2 separate regions of the Mus musculus genome follow, and region 1 is linked to region 2. The links are chromatin contacts, called in public HiChIP or PLAC-seq maps. All regions are on one chromosome and are shown on one strand. Each heading gives the region's core, a stretch centred on a gene start, on an enhancer-like site or on the middle of the called end of the contact. The rest is flanking DNA. Distances are from core to core; before and after follow the strand shown.

The links. HiChIP or PLAC-seq counts read pairs in DNA pulled down with a chosen protein or histone mark.
Region 1: an H3K27ac HiChIP or PLAC-seq map of the NIH/3T3 cell line shows a contact between it and region 2, with 6 times the contacts expected there. The contact joins the promoter of Pus1 here to the enhancer-like site in region 2. A contact is called at or near these places in 6 of 39 promoter capture datasets (the 3T3-L1 cell line, 3T3-L1-derived adipocytes, the C10 cell line and 2 more), 3 of 15 datasets of contacts at CTCF or cohesin (the NIH/3T3 cell line and pro-B cells), 25 of 484 Hi-C or Micro-C datasets (3T3-L1-derived adipocytes, the AML12 cell line, the C2C12 cell line and 18 more), 8 of 115 datasets of contacts at active chromatin or transcription factors (the NIH/3T3 cell line, cardiomyocytes, embryonic basal ganglia and 3 more) and 1 of 9 other capture datasets (pancreatic islet).

Annotation. Positions count from the first base shown.
Region 1 is chr5:110,778,953-110,782,476 of GRCm38.p6, forward strand. It overlaps Pus1 (pseudouridine synthase 1), which reads right to left and starts at 1,644. Exons shown (of 6, transcript NM_019700.4): 1 at 1,288-1,644; 2 at 735-945. The coding sequence starts at 1,367. It overlaps Gm26515 (a long non-coding RNA gene), which reads left to right and starts at 941. Exons shown (of 2, transcript XR_389515.4): 1 at 941-1,203; 2 at 1,554-2,112. It overlaps Gm15559 (predicted gene 15559), which reads left to right. Exons shown (of 2, transcript NR_152254.1): 2 at 1-308.
Region 2 is chr5:110,493,032-110,496,331 of GRCm38.p6, forward strand. No RefSeq gene overlaps it. Among named protein-coding and RNA genes, the nearest start is that of A630023P12Rik, 20 kb to the right of the region's middle. Within about 2 kb of position 1,545, at least 53 of the 459 cell types and tissues checked have an H3K27ac peak or open chromatin away from gene starts, as enhancers often do. A contact at or near this core is called in 3T3-L1-derived adipocytes, the C3H10T1/2 cell line, the NIH/3T3 cell line and 3 more, where this site is marked.

The DNA of each region.
Region 1 (3,524 bases), core at 394-2,893, 290 kb after region 2:
AGACCTCCTGGAGCTCCCAGGGACTAAGCCATCAACCAAGGAGTACACATGTCTCCAGCTGCATATGTAGCAGAGGGTGGCCTTGTCAGACATTAATGAGAAGAAAGGTCCTCGGTCCTATGAAGGCTAGATAGATGCTCCAGTCCAGTGTAGGGGAATCGAGGGCAGGGAGGTGGGAGTGGGATGGGTGGAGGAACACCCTCATAGAAGCAGGGGGGATGGGATAGGGGTTTCCGGGAGTGGGGAAAACAGGGAAAGGGGATAACATTTGAAATGTAAATAAAATATCCAATTTTTTTTTTAAAAGGAAATGTCAACAGCAGAGGTGACAAGAATGAACAAGATTCTACCCACACTGGGGGTGGGAAGGATGCTTTCATAAGAGAGAGAACCTAGCTTGCCCCTGGCCCCTCAGGATGCTGAACAGGTAGCACCTGGCAGCAATCTGGTCCCCACATTCAGTAAATCTGCCCATGTCACACAGTTCCCCAGGTACTGTGCAGGCAGCACCCTAACAATGAAGACTCACTGCTCCCAAGGTCACATGTGAATCAGCTCCCATAGTGGAAGAAAACCACCCAAACCTCTTACGGAGGATTCTGTGGATTTTTGGTTTTTGTTTTGCTTGTTTTTGTTTTTTTTTTTACTGTTTCCTGGGATGGGCCTGGCTCTGAGTAGCATCAGGGAACCAAGGGCTGCCTCAGGTAGGGGCTTCTAGCCGCAGCCCTCCTCACCTGCATGCCGTGGTAGCCCTTGCCCGAGTAGGCCATGAGCAGCACAATTTTTCGCTTTGGCAGCTTGCGTGGGGGCTCTTCATCCTCGCCGCCCTTGACCCTCTTTGCAGGATGCTCCGTCTCCTCCCAGACCCAGCCACCTCGGCCCTTCCTGTCCGGTTGGTGTGAGGCCAGCGCTGGTGGCACCTTGTTTCCAGCCATAGGCGGCAGGCTGAGAAAAACAGGCATGAGTGACCAAGGTGGTAAAAGCGGTTTAAAAAAAAAAAAAAAAAAAACAGAACCCTGCTCTGCCTGCCTCAGCGGTCTCTGAAAGACCTTGCCCAAAGACAAACCAACCAGCCTGGTTCATCAATGACAAGAGTGACTGAGGTTGGACAACAGCGGCAACTCGGGCGGAGTTTGAACTGGACACACAGGGAGGCAGTGCTCTGGCGGGGCAGTACAAGGCAGCGATGGAAACAAGACACAGGTAAGCAAGGAGAGGCAGACAGCTCAGGACAGTCTTGGGTTCTCAGTACAGAGGTCTCAGTACAGAGGTCGCGGAAGTCTTTACCCGGGCACGCGCGGGCCTGGGCGCGCCGTCCACCGTCCCCAGTTTCTCAGCAGTGCGGCCCACAGGCGGGGGAAGCCCATGCGCTGCGGGGTGGCGGGCACCGACCCCGGACCTCAGCGATCCCCTCCGAACTCTGCAGCCCCGAAATCCCTGCCCTGTCTTCCAGATGTCTTGGCTCTGACCCTGCGGCGCCCCAGATCCTAGGCTGACCTGTGACCCCCGCAGCCCCTGCCCACCCCCATCCAACACCACCACCCCGTCCTTAGAGATCGCGCAGCCGGCGCGCTCGAGGAGGGAGGAAAGTCCCGCCGGACCCACTCACGGCGCCGCGGAACCCCCGAAGCTGACCACGTGCACGAAGGCGGAAGCGGGCAACGTTGGAAGGCGGCCGAAGGCGGACAAAAGTCTTTCTGGGACGCGCCTAGCGGGGTGGACCCAGTGGGTGGGGCTTCCCACCAGGATCCAAGCCAGTCTAGATGCCGTTTTCCAGAGAGGGGAAAGGCTCTACGTCGGCGTGGCTTGAAAAGTGAAACAACCTCATTAAAATGTGCAGGTTAGGAATGCACCAGGGAGCCACTCAGCAGGTAATAACTGCAGATGCATAGATAGTCCCAGCACCGACTCAGTGCTACTGAGCAGGCCCTTGCCTGGCCCATGGCACCAACCCTGGCATTGGGAGGTCACAGATGCTCTCGCAGTTACACCACTGGCTTTGTGGTGTGTGGACCATCAAGTTTCCCAGCATTTGTTATTTCCAGAAGCTGCTCCAATTTCCGGACGCTGTTGTGTTTAATGACATAAAACCTTCTCATTATGTAGCCCTGACCCGCCTGGAAATCTCTCTCGTATATATCCTCCCAGATGCTGGGATTAAAGGTGTGTACCACCATACACAGCTCCTGTCCTCCAACTTTTGGCAACCCTCCAGCCTCAGCCTCCCAAGAGCTGGGATTACAAATGTGAGTCACCACATCTGACTTCACACGTTACTCTTATTTTTCTAATTTTGCCAAAGAGTGATGCACAAACAACATGAAACCTGGACATGCAGCCATGGGCACCTAAGCCCCAGTTCCTTCTCTGTGACTTCATTCCCCCCATTTTCAGGCTGTCTGATTCACCCTGAGCATTCTCACCTTTGAGAATGTATGTACCTTTGTCACTCTTCCAGAGATGAGGAGTTTTGCCAATCCCTGCTTCCATCCTTGCAGCCGCTCGTCCTTCCTACACCCATCTGGCTGACCCGGGATACTCCCCTGCTCAGACTCTTGGCTTCATTAGGTTTAAAGCCACACACGGAGACTTGGGGAACTGGGCTGGACACTTCTGAGGACCATGACTTGAGGTGACCACAGCTTGAAATGGGATAGGGAGCCTCATGTGTATGCAGGGGGAAAAACATAATCCAAGGGGACTAGGGACCAGTGCAAAGGCCCAGGGGCAGCAGTGTGCCACAGTGTGGCCAACCTAGCTCAGAACCTGCTCCTTCCTATAGGTAGAGTAATAGGGGCCAGCATTGACACTTCTGGAGTCTACAGTTAGGGAAACCACAGGGATGTCTGGTAACAGAAAGTAGTAGAAACAAAACCAGGAATCAGTAGCCTTATGGGTCTTGGCTGTGATCCCTATTCAATTGGGATCCCACTGGGCGTTGGGAGGCAAAGCCTCACAAAGGGACCTGGGGAAGAAGGGCTAACAGGAAGAAGGAACTGCCTGTGCTGAAGACTTCCAGATAGTTCACTCCACCCTGGTTCCGCACGTACTGGGGAAGGGCCCCCACGGAAAGTCCTTCCACCCCAGTATCTCTTCCTTCACCTTGCTACAGAAAGCCTTGATGTGTGTGTCTGCTGTCTAGGTGTGGCCTCTCCCTTTGATATGAGCGTGTCATGGAAGCAACCATGCAGGTCCCTAGATGTGGGAGGCATGAAGGTCTTTGTGCTCACAGATAAATACTAGCAGAATCCAGAAAGTTAAACACGCATGGTTATTCCTTCAAGGGAAGGAAATGCAAACCCTGTTTTCTGCCCAGAAGGCTGAGTCACCTTTGTGCTGTAAAAGTGCTACAGACATTTCTGGCACTGCACCTTTCTCCAGACCCCTGTCGTAAATTTGTTTTTCTCCATCAATCTATAGAACCTATCAGTATAGACTTTACAGAGTTTCAATGTAGTCATGTCCTATCTGTATTTAGCTCCCTTTGTTACTCAAGGAGCTTTATGTATGCATTGTTGTACATG
Region 2 (3,300 bases), core at 295-2,794:
CTGCCTCTGCCTCCCAAGTGCTGGGATTAAAGGCGTGCGCCACCACTGCCCGGTGTGTGCTGCTATCTTAGTTCACTGACTCAACTGACTGACTAGAACTCAGAGATCTGCATGCCTTTGTCTGTTGCGTGTTGGGATTAAAGGTGTGTACCTGGACCTAAGCTTTTCTTTAGCTGAAACTTTCTGTATACCAGGCTGGCCTTGAACTCACAGATCTGCTTGCCTCCATCTCCAGGGATTAAAGGTGTGTCTGTGTTCCAACTGGATCACACAGACCTATGTAGAGGGAACATCTTGTGTATTGTATGGATTAAAAATTTAAAAAAACCTATGGCCTATAGAAAAGGGTAGAATAGAAGGTGGAACATCCAGGAGGCAGAAAGAATTCTGGGATAGGGCCAGGTCCCGGGTTCATCCAATGTAATGAGACAGATACATGGTATCTGAGCACAGGTAACTAGTCACATGGCAGAATGTAGATTTGAGTAAATGGATTATAGTAAATTGTGATCTAGTTAGGGAAGAGCCTAGCTATATGGCCAAGGTATTTGTAAATATATTTTGAATCTGAGTCTTATTTCTGGGAGCATGTTGCTGGGAGGAAGAACCAAGTTCAAACTTCTACAGACCCGAAAGTCTTTGGATGTGACCCCTTGCCAGAGTAGCCATGTTGCTGTATTACAATTTCTCTACACACGTAGAAGACACCTGAGCAGTTCTCTTCAAAATTAAGATGGACAGAGCCCTGGGCCAGGTCCTAGACAGTTGGAAAAGCTGGCAACTTCGGGGATCTCAACAACCCTTGCAGCCTACAAGAAGCAGGGCCAATGGTGGTTTTCTATATGTAGTAAGCACTAGAGAACTTCAGGACAGTGTTAGAGAACAAAAGTGCCTGTGGGCTCCCGGCATGTAGAACCAGATATGACCACAAGGTGACAGCAGCACCCTTCATACCGGTCAGAAGCTAGGCCAGGGGGTGGCCTGTCTTTCCAAGCCGGCAGCAGGCCAGCTGTGACTTGCAGAGTCTGACTTAGAGGGCAACTAGGGCTCCTCACAACAAGAATACCTCCCTCTTCAGGCTTAGGCCTGTGATGTGGTCCCTGCTCTTTTTGTAAGTTCCTCTCTCTTGTCTTCTTTCTTATTCTTTCTCTGTCTCTCTGCCTCCTCATCTCTACCTTTGTCTATTTCCCTTTGTCTGATGGTGTCTTTCTGTTTGCCTGTCTTTCTTTGTCTGCCTTCCCTTTTGATCCTGAACTGTCTGGGTCCAGATCCTAGGACTCCCTTTTTAGCTGGGTTGTCTCCAGATGGTACCATAACTTTCTACTCCTCAGGGTCCTTATTTCTGACACGGGAAAGCAGCTTCTGCAGTAAGTGGGGCTGCTATAGGGCTCAGACGAACAGTGGGGTATCTGGGAGGATCATGGTCTTGCACATACATGTGTTACATTAACGTGAAGAATCCTCTGTTTTGTGTGGTCTGGGCATGTGTTTCAGACACACTCTTCATCCTTCTCAGTCAGCTCGTTCTTGTTCCTTGTACGGGTGAGTGGAGTTGAGAGAGAATAGCTGGGCATTGGTCCAGGCTCTACATAGCTCTCAGGGTCCCATTATTCCTGTGGTTTGGCAGAAAGATGTGCTTAGGTTGGTAACCTGCATAGACTTCCTAGTTCCAGAGCCAGCCTAGGGTTGTGGTCTCCAGTTCCCCCAAAGCCTAGGCCTGACTAATGTGTATGAAGTCCTTCTGTTGTTCAGAGGTGAGGGCCTAAAATGTACCAAAAATAGTCTACACAGCTGGGGAAGGCAGCCTACACTTTAGCAGCTGATACGCCAGAGTTCACACTGACAGAGAAGACCTTACCTGATACCACTCTGACATCTCAGACCCTTCCCAACAGCCCGGCATGGCCTGGATTCCTAGGCAGGAGATATACTGGGCAGAACCAGGAGCCTCAGCTCCTAATAGCACCCAGATGTCACCAGCACCATGGGGCCTACGGCCACATCTCTTCTCTAAGCTACTACTGCCGATGGCGGCCCAGGGGCAACACTTGAATTCTGTTTGTAATTAAAAGAAGGTGCCCTTTAAAAACTGCTCACTGTTTCTGCATCTAGGCAGCAAATTATCTCAAAGTGGATTTTCTTTGTTCTGAGAAGCTAATTGATGGGCTATGTGTATGCATAAGCACGTGCGTGTGCGTGCGTGTACATAGAATGTGCTTGGGGGGTTTTCAGCCCTTGTCACATGATGTAGACATTCAAGGGCTTTGCAAAGACACAAAGCTCCATGCCTGCCCCAGAAATAGTGGTTCATCTGGTTAGAGGGGCCTTGGCTCCCAGGAAGCTGCAATGGGCATCTTAGGAAGACTTAGATAGAATAAGGTCCTCAGGTGTCTGGTGTATAAGGGCCAGGCCCTGATGCAGAGGTCTCTGCCCAACCTTGGAGTTCCCAGTAGGCTCATCATCAGGCTAACCTTGCTTTTTTATTTTTTTTGTTTTTCGAGACAGGGTTTCTCTGTATAGCCCTGGCTGTCCTGGAACTCACTTTGTAGACCAGGCTGGCCTTGAACTCAGAAATCTGCCTGCCTCTGCCTCCCGAGTGCTGGGATTAAAGGTGTGCGCCATCATGCCCAGCTATCCTTGCTTTTGAGGCTTGATCCTAACCCTGGCCCCAGGGAATGTTGAGTTTCTTACCCAGACTCTGTGAGTAATTCCAACTCAGTCATTGTAGGCGTGCCACCTCTGTTAGGGGCTTAGAGGACATGTGAAGTCCCACCCTCTACTTCAGAATGTGGCAGAGGGGTACAGGTCATTGCAGATGGAATTTAGGGTGAAGTAGCATGTTCTAAGCCAACTATGGACATTTGCACCAATCCAGACACAAAGAAGCCATTTAAGCAGGAGGCACATTTGGGGGGAATGCTTCTATAAGTCAAGGAACTCTAAAGATTTTCAGTCTCCCTCAGCAGCTCAGGACTCAGCCTGTGAGCTCAATCCTGTTGTATAAACCATCCATAGAAGGTGGGTACTGTCTGGAGGAGGGGAAAGGGTACAACCATTAGAAAGGCATTAAGCAGGAGTATCAGCCACAGTGGGTAACAGTGGGCATTTCAATACCAAGGCTTGGCTTTCTCTGTGTACCCTGGCAGAATGCTAACTTCTTTATGAAGGTGAACCTTCTCACCAAACCCAATCTGTGTTTTCTCAAGCTAGGTTGTCTTGTGCTGTCTATGGAAAAAATTCCTCTCCTTCACTTTCTTCCTGTTCCTGGCATTATGGTGAACTATGAAGAAGTGGGTGTGG